Linked DNA regions of Zea mays: region 2 is linked to region 1. The links are chromatin contacts, called in public Hi-C maps. All regions are on one chromosome and are shown on one strand. The core of a region is the stretch at or near the end of the contact, and the rest is flanking DNA. Distances in the headings are between cores, read along the strand shown. Region 1 holds the start of LOC100283515 (caltractin). Region 2 holds the start of LOC100383390.

Evidence for each region. A called contact is a pair of places that touch in the nucleus more often than the background predicts.
Region 2: a Hi-C map of leaf shows a contact between it and region 1, with 5 times the contacts expected there. The contact joins the promoter of LOC100383390 here to the promoter of LOC100283515 in region 1. A contact is called at or near these places in 4 of 25 Hi-C or Micro-C datasets (ear, leaf and tassel).

What each region holds. Positions count from the first base shown.
Region 1 is chr5:38,814,608-38,820,680 of Zm-B73-REFERENCE-NAM-5.0, forward strand. LOC100283515 (caltractin) reads left to right here and starts at 3,435. Exons shown (of 6, transcript NM_001156415.2): 1 at 3,435-3,621; 2 at 4,273-4,417; 3 at 4,526-4,562; 4 at 4,672-4,699; 5 at 4,825-4,977; 6 at 5,092-5,535. The coding sequence starts at 3,619. The coding sequence ends at 5,265.
Region 2 is chr5:39,113,848-39,120,306 of Zm-B73-REFERENCE-NAM-5.0, forward strand. LOC100383390 reads left to right here and starts at 3,563. Exons shown (of 12, transcript NM_001176045.1): 1 at 3,563-3,943; 2 at 4,029-4,130. The coding sequence starts at 3,605.

The DNA of each region.
Region 1 (6,073 bases), core at 2,185-4,684:
TACCCAAGGGACGCGATCTCACCCGAGCCTAGCCTCGGGCTGGAGCAGTAGTCCCAGACGAGTTCATGCCTCGCCCGAGGGCCTCCTCAGGCAGCGGGCGCCCCCTCGGCTCTCCCGAAGCCCGGCTCGGGCAGGCTTCGTTGTGAAGCAACCTTGGCCAGACCGTCTCACCAACCGACCGCTTTGCAGGCGCATTCAATGTAGGGGACGCCTGACGCTGTATCCTGACACACGCGCCTCAGTCGGCCAGGCGAAGTGACCGCAGTCACTTCGCCCCTCTTCTTTACTGTCTGATGTGACAGGAAAATAGCGCCGCTCGCCCTGCTCCGACTGCCGTGTCAACCACCCAAGCAAAGACTGACAACAAGTCACGATCAACCACCGAGTTCGGCCTCGGGCGCAATAGGAAGCTCCGCCTCGCCCGACCTCAGGCTCCGGCTTCGGGAGGAGGTCTCCGCCTCGCCCGACCCTCGGACTCGGCCTCGACCTCGGTCTCAGGAGGAATCGCGTCCTCGCCCGACCCCGGCCTCGGCCTTAAGAGAAGTCTCCGCCTCGCCCGACCTTGGGCTCGGACCGACCGCGCCAACAGGGGATACATCATTACCCTATCTCTAGCCTGCTCAGGCTACAAGGAACAAGACCGGCGTTCCATCTGGCTTACCCCGGCGACGGGTAATGATGGTGCCCCACGTGCACCATGACGCCGGTGGCTCTCAGCCCCTTACAGCAACAAGGAGACGTCAGCAGGATCCTTGCCGCACTGCCAGCTGTGCTCCTACAGGACTCAGGCGCTCCTCCGACGGCCACGCTATCACGTGTACAGGGCTCAAGCTCTCCCCCGACGGCCACGTTGGCATGTACACAAGACTTAGGCACTCCTCTGTCGGACACGTTAGTGCATAGCTACGCCCTCCGTTGTACGTCTGGACCCTCTCCTTGCGTCTATAAAAGGGAGGTCCAGGGCCATCCTGAGGGGGGTTCGCGCGAGGGAAGGAGCGAACGAATGGGCTCCCGCTCTCTATCTCTCTCTCCCTCACGCGACGCGCTTGTAACCCCTACTACGAGCGGCACCCCTGGTGCAGGATAATACGAGGCTTGTCCCACCTCTTGTGTTCCATCCCGCGCCAACCGATCTAGGCAGGGGCACGCAGCGATTTCATTCGTCGTTCCAGGGACCCCCCCGGGTCCGAACCCCCAACGCTCCTAATCATGGCTGGTAAACACCCTCAGACCCACTGACGGACGCGGTCCAAGTCAAGGCTTCGTCTACCCAAGGGACGCGACCTCACCCGAGTCTAGCCTCGGGCTGGAGCAGTAGTCCTAGACGAGTTCACGCCTCGCCCGAGGGCCTCCTCAGGCAGCGGGCGCCCCCTCGGCTCTCCCGAAGCCCGGCTCGGGCAGGCTTCGTTGTGAAGCAACCTTGGCCAGACCGCCTCACCAACCGACCGCTTCGCAGGCGCATTCAATGCAGGGGACGCCTGACGTCGTATCCTGACACACGTGCCTCATTCGGCCAGGCCGAAGTGACCGCAGTCACTTCGCCCCTCTTCTTTACTGTCTGATGTGACAGGAAAATAGCGCCGCTCGCCCTGCTCCGACTACCGTGCCAACTACCCAGGCAAAGACTAACAACAAGTCACGATCAACCACCGAGTTCGGCCTCGGGCGCAACAGGAAGCTCCGCCTCGCCCGACCTCAGGCTCCAGCCTCGGGAGGAGGTCTCTGCCTCGCCCGACCTCAGGCTCCGGCCTCGGGAGGAGGTCTCCGCCTCGCCCGACCCCCAGACTCGGCCTCAACCTCGGTCTCGGGAGGAATCACGTCCTCGCCCGACCCCGGCCTCGGCCTCAAGAGAAGTCTCCGCCTCGCCCAACCTTGGGCTCGGACCGACCACGCCAACAGGGGATACATCATTACCCTATTCCTAGCCTGCTCAGGCTACAAGGAACAAGACCGGCGTTCCATCTGGCTTACCCCGGTGACGGGTAATGATGGTGCCCCGCGTGCACCATGACGCTGGTGGCTCTCAGCCCCTTACAGCAGCAAGGAGACATCAGCAGGATCCTTGCCGCACTGCCAGCTGTGCTCCTACAGGACTCAGGCGCTCCTCCGACGGCCACGCTATCACGTGTACAGGGCCCAAGCTCTCCCCCGACAGCCACGTTGGCATGTACGCAGGGCTTAGGCACTCCTCTGCCGGACACGTTAGTGCATAGCTACGCCCCCCGTTGTACGTCTGGACCCTCTCCTTGCGTCTATAAAAGGGAGGTCCAGGGCCATCATGAGGGGGGTTCACGCGGGGGAAGGAGCGGACGAACGGGCTCCCACTCTGTATCTCTCTCTCTCCCTCACGCGACGCACTTGTAACCCCTACTACGAGCGACACCCCTGGTGTAGGATAATACGAGGCTTGTCCCACCTCTTGTGTTCCATCCCGCGCCAACCCATCTGGGTAGGGGCACGCAGCGATTTCACTCGTCGGTCCAGGGACCCCCCGAGTCCGAAACGCCGATAGTACTACTCGGCAAATACCCGAATATTTCGGTGTCCATTTATTTATTAGAGGGAGCATGTAGCTAGCCATGTATTAATAATAATCCTTAGCGAGGTTGGTATGTTGCTCGTCGAAGCCACATCCAACCATCTCAACTCCTTTTAAACATGGGTTTCGCGGGTTGTGCGTCACACGCGAAGCGCACATATCTGTTTTTTTCTCCATATCTCGTCTAACAACTAGATTAAATAAATCTTACCTATTTTGCATGAGCAACACACCATGCAACCACGGTTAAAAACTTTGGTTTTTTAAACATCACTTTGGTTTTTCGGTTTTGAGAAACTGTGATTTTACGGACATTAGAAACCGTTCGGTTTGCTAGAAAATGAAAAACCGAGAAGTTCGGTTTCGCTTTCTTTTTTTACTTTGGTTTTTCGCTAAAAACCGAACACCAAACTTGGTTATAAGACAATGTATACAACAAGTTTACATGATAGATTACACACGATTGTAAAAAGTAAAAAATATATATATATACAAGAATTTAGAGATACATCATATAAAAATAAGTGAATAACAATTTTGTTACGTCACACATTTAGTTCATGTAATCAAATAGTCTAATTTCACAATTAATAAAGTTTGGTATTTCTGTTTTTTTATATTTCGGTTCAGTATAGGATAAAAATCGATTACGATATTAAATACTGAACTTCATAGATAAAAAACAGAAATCAACCGACCTAACAAAAAAAACTAAATTTTAGATACGGATGAAAAAGTGCCCACTCCTGTGCTGGAAGGACACCGTGGGCGGCTTCCTTGTAGCTGCAACGCACCCCGTGTGGGCCGTGGGCACGTCCCGTCGCTGTCTCTCTCCTATCCTTCGCTTGTCAAAACCTTTATTTTACGTCGCTGTCCTCTTCTCCTTGACGAGTAGCGAAAGTGCCAGAAACCATTATTCTTCCATACGCCTTTTCTGCTGCCGCTGCATCTTCCACTCGCGTCAAGAAACGAAACCCAGCTGCACCAGCAACTTCTGCCAGCAGACCCAACGACCGAAGCTTTTTTTTTCTTTCTTTTCATCGCCGCCGCTCGGGGTTCAAGGTTCAGCGCGTCCCCGAATGGTACGTGACTCTCGCTCGCCGACGGCCTGATGGGAGTGATCTCCTCTGCTTTTCTCAACTCTTAGATTAGACCCTGCTTTGCTCTACTTGAGTTTAGCTATTGGTTTAAGTGGATCAATCGTGCTGGTCGTTCCTTCCATGAGAATCTGCTTCAGTTCCTCATGAGCAAGACTAGTTGGATGCTGCGACGAGATGTTTGGTTGCCTTTTGCCGCTAGTCCCTCCCTTCTCGTGATTCCTGAAGCTCAACCATGCATGTCATTCAGGCTCCGTTATATTATATATAGATAATTGATCTTATTACTTGCTGGGTTATCCTAGAGACTGGGTTCTAGATACTCGTGTGTATCATCAGTTTAAGTTGCACTTCACTTGTTTTCTGATGAAAACAGAGGAACCTCTCATCATTGTGGTTGTAAGCACCTGCTCTGACAGACCACAACAGAACGGCGTAATTTTGTTTTCTTCAGAGTTGATTACCAAATCGTGGCAAAGCCAAAGCCCGTCTGTTCTTGCTCTCGATGATTTGGGACGCTGCCATACATATGAGTCGGATCGGAAGCGGCGGCACCGTGATTTCGTCGTCCCTGTAAAAAAAGAACCATTTTTTCTCCTCTCTCTCTGAAAACTGAACGTTGTTGGTGTGGCGCAGACGGGCACGTACGAGGCCTCCGACCGTCCTCCTCCTCCCAACTCCGCCGGCTACCGGACCGACAAAGTCCGGCGAAAGCGGCTGACGGCGCAGAAGAGGAAAGAGATCAAGGAGGCGTTCGACCTCTTCGACATCGACGGCTCCGGTCGGTGACGTGCTAGTGATGTAGCGTTTATATATACAAACACATGCGCATGTGTTCGCCCATGGCGGCCGCTGTGACTTTCACCTTTCACCTGCTTGCATCCTCCAGGCACCATCGATGCAAGGGAGCTGAACGTCGCGATGAGGTATATATGCGACCTCGCGCTCTCCGTCCGAGCTTCCATTCTACTACAAAGGTCGCCAGGAGTTTGTTAGCTAATGCGTGCGCGTGCTGCATCCTACTATGTTTTGCAGAGCCCTTGGATTCGAGATGACACCGGAGGTACGTACGCGTGACGTGTGCCAATGGCGACGACAACGTAAATGGCTCCTTAGTTGTAGGGTGCGTGCGCGTGTGTGGTGATGATCTGCATGGATGATATGTATGGCATGGCATCGCATCCGCAGCAAATCGGGCAGATGATCGCGGAGGTGGACAAGGACGGCAGCGGCACCATCGACTTCGACGAGTTCGTGCACATGATGACGGACAAGATGGGCGAGCGGGACGCCCGGGACGAGCTCCACAAGGCGTTCCGCATCATCGACCAGGACGCCAACGTACGCTACGCAAACCGACTGCGACCAACGACGACGACGGCAGATAGATAGATAGATACATCGACCGATGACGATGACATGCTATATATATGCTATCGATGATCGATGCTGCAGGGAAAGATCTCGGACATGGACATCCAGCGGCTGGCCATCGAGACCGGCGAGCACTTCACGCTGGACGAGGTCCGGGAGATGATAGAGGCCGCCGACGAGGACGGCGACGGCGAGATCGACCTGGAGGAGTTCATGAAGATGATGAAGCGGACAGACTTTGGCTCTGGGTTCTAGTAGTCACAGACAAGCCAATCCCAACATACATTGATACATACCATCGGTGAAAAATACATATCACCTAGCTACTACGCTACATATGACTGGAGTATTGGGATTTATTTGAGAAATAATGGCGTACACACACCACACATCATTGTGCACTAACTACTCTAGTACGTCCTAGCTACGGGTTGTGTATTTATTTACACGTAATGAAACACATACTACTATTTGTACTGTCGTTTTTCAGTAAAAACCAGTAAAAATCGATATTTTTATTGGTGGCTATTTTGGAATAGCCAGTGGAAAAATGCAGTTTTCTTAACAAAATGCAAGTGAAAATAACATTCCACTAGCGGTTTTATTAATAAAACCGTCAATGTAAATGCAATTTGCACTAACGGTTTTCTTTATTTAGTCACCGGTTGTGGGTTTCCCACTTTTTTAAAATTTTCAAACAAAATTGAATTTTATGTACATTCACACTATATATATATATATATATATATATATATATATATATATATATATATATATATATATATATATATATATATATATATACACACACTATTCATCACCTAGGGTGATGGACCCAAGTACCCAACGGTCCATCATCCGAACTGGCGCATGCCACGCGTGGCTCCCGCCCCCGTGCGGCTTGTTTCCTAGTCATATTAAGTCATTCCAATCAACACTAAGTCATTCTAGTAAACATTAAGTCGTTTTCAGAAAAATTAAGTTATTTATTGTATTCAACCATTTTTCTAGGGTTTTTCAAACATTTCTTATGTCATTGGTTCATCCATTCTAGAAAATATTA
Region 2 (6,459 bases), core at 2,313-4,812, 300 kb after region 1:
GCCGTTTAAGGAAACAAATCGGGCACCGGACAGTGTCCGGTGTGCACCGGACTGTCCGGTGCCCCCGACGACAGAAGGCAAGGATGGCCTTCCGGATTTGCTCTCAACGGCTCCTAGCTGCCTTGGGGCTATAAAAGGAGCCCCTAGGCGCATGGAGGAGACACACAAGCAACCTTTGAGCATTCTTGATCATCCACACTAAGTCTCTGCGCATTCGTTTGTGTTTCTAAGTGATTCGAGCTCTGTTCTAAGTGAGAACTCTGAGATAGTCTTGTGAGCTCGATTCTTGGCCGTCTGTGTGCGCTTTTGCTGTGGATTTGTGTGTGTTGCTTCCCTCCCTTACTCTGTGTTTCATTTGTGATCATATACTTGTAAGGGCAAGAGACTCCAATTTGTGGAGATTCCTTGCAAACGGGATAGTGAAAGGAAAACAAAACGCCGTGGTATTCAAGTGGGTCTTTGGACCGCTTGAGAGGGGTTGATTGCAACCCTCGTCCGTTGGGACGCCACAACGTGGAGTAGGCAAGCGTTGGTCTTGGCCGAACCACGGGATAAAACCACTGTGTCACTCTGTGCTTGACTCTCTTGTGGTACTGTGTTTTGTTGGGATTGTTGAGACTTCACCTTAGCCACTTGGCAATAATCGTGCTAACACTTAACAAGTTTTTGTGGCTTAAGTTTGAAGTTTTTACAGGATCACCTATTCACCCCCCCTCTAGGTGCTCTCAACTTGCTCCTCTACCAAGACACGGCTTGATCTTTGAGTCAAGTGGACAAGAACTCACTCAATACCTCGATTTCACTAGTGTCGCCTTTGTCGCTCCAGTGAGGTGGGCGCGAACCTGTCACAATCAATGTCGCGGCTCCTCCACAATCTTCACGGAGAGCTCGATGGAGACAACACCTGAGCCATCTAAGAGGCGGCAACCTCCAAGAGTAACAAGTCGATGACGCTTGCCCGGTGTACCACTTAGTGCCTCAAAAGATCACAATGAATGCAAATGCACTAGAGTGTCTCAATCACTCACTAGAATGCGATCTCAATAAACTAGAGTGAGTATTTGAGTGGGAGGATCACAAATGAGCTCAATGTGTGCTAGGAGTGGCCAAGAGAGCCCTCACACATGAGCTCCACTTCTATTTATAGCCCTCAACACATACATATCTGTTATGTGCACACGCAGACGGTCCGCGCCCCATGGCCGAACGGTCCACCGTACCAGTAACGGCTATATTGATTGTTTGAAACCTGTCAGAGCTGTCAGAAAAGTCAAGGTCGGACGGTCCGCCCACCAGGGTCGGATGGTCCACCCACCAGGACCGGACGGTCCGGAACCTGACAACTTGGAATAATAGAGCGCTGGTCAGTCAAAGTAATTCGAGCGAACTGTCCACCATTCATGGTCGGACGGTCCACACCTGGACCACTTACCGTCCGGCTAAAAACCCCGGACGGTCCATAGTACAAGGACACAAAAACACACCGTCCCTGCCCAAACTCAATTCATCTTATGCGGACGGTCCGGCCTCCTGGCCTGGACGGTCCGCCAAAGGAAGACAGAGACAGACGGCCAACAGACCTCTCTGGCAGAGTCGCGGACGATCCGGCCTTCTGGCCCGGACGGTCTGCCGACCACAGAGAAAAAGATTTTGCGCTAGTTCAAAAGAATTCTAATTTCGAAACACGTAGCGCTGTTAGCCCTCATGTACATGCTACCATTTGTGCTCTACGAGGCACTAAGTTTTACACCATTCAAGTTCATTGACCCCTCTTAATAGTACGACTGTCTATCCTATTAATCCGGTCAATTACTTCTCTAAACACGAACGTTGACAGAGATTGGAGCGGGGAGGGGGAGGTCGTGGTGAGCATGGGGATGGAGATCATATGAGTAGGTGACACCGATGGAATATTGTGGGCATGGGGGGGGGGGGCTGGGACGTTACCGAAAGTGGCACGGTCGGGGAGTGGGGAACAAAGTGCGGGCGTGGGGACCAGGTGGGCTGAACACAATTCTTTCTACGGTGTGTAACACATATATAGAACAAGCATAACTGCTTGTATAACTTGTCATAAATGTTGTGTTTAGTCCGGCTTGGCTATCATCACTAACCTGGTCAGCTCGGCCGATTGGCTGGGTAGTTAGGGCTTCCCCAAGTTAGAGAGAGCCCAAGGCTCCTAATACATATACTATATATATAGTTCATATATCTAAAGCCCTGAGCTTCCAATAACTAGAGGAAGTCCAGGCCAAACGTGCCATTCAGTTGAGCCAGACCAGGTCCAGGCGTCTATAAAAGCACCGCTTGAGGCGTGCGAGCGGTGGTGATCCCAAGGGCGAGCGATGGTGCCCTCGAGGCGGGCGTGCGACGGCTCACATCCGGAGGCACAGTGGCGGCTCCCCGGTCTGGAGGCGCGGCGGCGGTGACTCCCCGGTCCGAAGGCGCAGCGGCGGGTGGGAGTGGCGGCAGATCTGGCCCGTTATAGACAACACATCCGAGGTGGGAGCGGCTGCGGCGACAGATCCGGGGCGCACGCGCGCGGCAGTGGTCCCCTGAGACGGGCACGACGACGACACATTTGAAGTGGGAGCGGCGGCGACGGTGGAATTCTATAGGTGCGAGCGGTGATGGCGGGCTCCCCCTAGCGCGAGCTATGGCGGATCCCAGAGGCAAGGCGACGGTTCTCGGGGGCACACAACAGCGGTGGCCCCCTGGGCGCGCGACAACGACGTCATCCGAGGCGGCGAAAGCTCCCCTAGACGCGAGCAACAAGCAACTTTGTATACATATTCATGCCAACATTAATAGGTTTTTACGACATAGATTTCAGTTCATGGCATTGGTTTCCATTTATTGTCTATTTATGATATTTCTGTTCAAATTTTACACAAACATTTATTAATTTTACGCATTATATCGTTACCTAATCCATTGTGTATATGGGGTTCGTACCACTTACGCCATATGTATTAGATATTTACCGGCAACGTAACAAAAATTCACAAAAAAGCTAACCGCTCTCGGATACAAAGGCCATTTGCGCTCATAACTGCAGGTTTACGCTCAAAACTGAAGGTTTTACGCTCGAACATAGAGATGCGTTCATCAGTGAACCATATGCCAGATTTTTACGTATTGTACCACATTGCATAAATAACTACACCGTGTATCATAATTAGTATAAATATGTATTATGATTTGGTTCTAACGAGACTAGTTGCCTTGCTGTTGGAGCGATCCTATTATTTATATATATATATATTATGTAAAACAAATTTTAATTTGAAAAGTAGCTTTTTTCTGCCTTATATAATCCAAACATGAGAAAAAGAGAGCCAAAGAAACTTTAGGATACTTATCATGAATCTAAAGAAGCTGCAGAGAAACTCCTCTGCCGCTGATCATGCCTTGTTTTCTAGCCTTCAATGCGTATCAAGTTATCACACCTCGCCCCAATTCGGCAATTCGCTACACGTACACACACTGCCCTCCACCGACTTCGTCGTGTCGTCTCAACGACATCCACATCCACCCGAGTCCGACCACCCCAACAGTTCACCCCCTAATCCCCGCGCCACCGCCCGCTACTGCCTCGCCGCCGATGGACTGCCCGCAGCTGAATTCTCCTTTGCCGGTGAACTGGGACGCGCTTGACGCCCTTGTCCTCGACTTCGCGAGATCCGACCGCCTTGTGGCCCCTCCCACTGCATCCGCCTCCCCCTCGCCGCCGTCTTCACCCTCCTCTACTACCACCGTCACCTCCTCGGCGCCATCCTCGTCTTCGTTGTCCTCTTCCTCGTCCTACAGGTCGCGTCTCCTTATCCGCTGCGCCCGCCGCGCGATCGAGCTGGGAGACGTCGACGCGGCCCTCGCGCTCCTCCGGGCCCGCGCGCCCGCGGCGCTCGCCGACCACCGCCTCCTCTTCCACCTCCACAAGCAGGTGCTCGGTGTTCCTTTGGTCTCCCGATACCTCTGGCGCTTGTGATTCAATACTGAGACATGTTAGAATTTGCGCGGCGGTGCAGAGGTTTGTGGAGCTGGTGAGGAGGGGCACGGAGGCGGACAGGGACGCGGCGCTCGATTGCCTCCGCACGGCGCTCGCGCCCTGTGCGCTCGACGCCTACCCGGTGAGTGCTGCTGTTGTGACTCTACTCCTCACGCCTGAGTGCCTGACCATCAAGTTGAGGTGTTCAAGCGTGAAATTAATATACTCCATGCAGGTAGTGGATTATGTACTGTGACTGTACTAAACCTGCGTGGTGGCTGATACCATGCTGGCTCGGAATCTTGCAACAAGTTAAGCATGCATAGGGATAGTTAATAATATTAGTGGATCATGAAGTGGTGAAAATTGTGGGAATTGTCAGGCTTGTTGTTGGATTTGATGAGTTGAAACTACAATTTATTTGTGGCTTTGGTATAGTGAGGATTGATTTGGTGTGGTCCGGAGGGGATGAGCCTCCTCTAACTTAGCAGGGCTGTCTTTACGAATTTGAGGCCCTAGTAGAAATGAAGAAGGGGCCCTAAAATTGGAAAAAACATATAATCAAATCACATTGCAAATTAAGCTGTTCCATTTTTTGTACTCTGTACGCTAGTATCGACTAGCAGGCTCAGGTTGCCACTTACCATGATGTGTTAGGTGTCCATAGGTGCAGCACTCCAGCAGAGACAGGGTGCGTCCCCGTATTGGCACTCAGCAGGTGTGGCACTGCATTTGCAGACTGGCAGGGGTTGTGTTGCTGCCTCGCTGGGTTGGCGGTGACCTGGGACTGAGAGACAGAGTGAGAGGAATTGATCAGATTTGATGGACCAGTTGTTGAGACTGATCGATGATCACAATCGATATTCCTTACAAGTTTCACTTCACGTTCATGTGTTGGATAAATGTTTTTTGTTCTCGTGTATGTTGAAGAAAAAAAGTGGCTTAAGAATTGTGGGGCCTGTGCAGCTGGCCACCTCGCCCCTCCCAGCTGATGGCCCTGGTGGTCAGGATCCCCTGTTTCAAATGGCACATGTATTCAGGAGTTTGGCTTGGCAAATAAGTATGGCTGTGCAAAATACTACTCCGAGTGAGATATAGTCTTCAGAATCTGATTTGGATTTAGAGTGTCCAATTTTTCATTACAATTTGGACATGGATGTGGAGGTAACTCTGGCATCCAGTGGTTAGTGGGTGTCTGGGTGATTACCCTTGGTTATTACAGTATGCAGCTTTGAAATCTGTGTTATAGAAATTGGATTTCTTATTTAAAAAAAGTTTGGAGGTAATATGTTGCTTCATATGAGGGCATATTGATAGGAGACTTCCTGCTAGTTTGAGCTATCACATGAAGGAAAATTTATGAAAAAGAGGTTCTTTCTTGAGCTGTGATGTAGGCAAAGTGTAACTAACATATAGTTTTCCACAAGTGTCGCGAAATTAGTCAACAACTCAACATATGATGTGTAGGGTAGGGTGCTAGGAAAATGTCTGCGACCACAATCGTGTCAGTCAAACAAGCAGCTATCTGGGAATCTGTGGTGTAAATGGGATTAGGTTATGTTAGGTGCATGCCAAACGTGTGGCCTAAGAGCTAAGATTGCACTCCTATTGTGTTGTGATACACAAAAGCTGGAAAGTTTTACTTTTTGTCGCATTTCTTTGGTTGCTTTTCCACTGATGTGCCATACTGTATTTTGGTTAAGTTGTCAAATCTACCCCTTTAGTACACCGGCTGTCTTGCCACTCTTTGTCGGAGGTAATTGCAGCTAAATGTTGTATTGTGGTAGACAACCAAGCAGATCCTAACTCAACAACTGAATTATGTGATTATGTTTATATTGTCGAGGTAGAGCCACTTATGTTGCAGCAGCTGATATTTACAAAAGCACTAGTTACTGGTACATTAGTACAAGATGGCATTTTGAAAGGGTGCTTGTGATGGTCCTACAGTTATGATCATTGGCTCTACACAGTTAATCTGTACTAAACAAGTTACAAAAACATACAACGTACTTTTTACAAAAACGATGTTTTTTTGAAACTTGTCATGGCCAAGTGGTAATTCCTCAGAAATTAGTTTATAATTTTTAATTCAAAGCATGCAACAAATGACTTTCCTTTTGTCATAAGATGTTTCCACCATGAGTGGTTATTTATAAGTTTAGGCCTTATGACTGTTGGTGCATTTTACAGTTTCAATTTCATTCACAATGAATGGTTATACTGCTTGTGTTTCTCTACTACCCTGGTTCTTGTTTGATAAGGTTACGGTGCTCATTTAGTTCTTTCCTGTTCAACCCTTGGGTGGGCAAATTTCAAATGTATTAGAAAGCCATATATTGAACGTAGCACTAAAAGAGAATCATGCAGCACCTGGGATATATATCAGACAGCTAAACCTGAACAAACACATTTATCCTAGCATGTTTAATTGACTTTCTTTTTGCTTGTTTGGAGCTTGCTTACTCAAT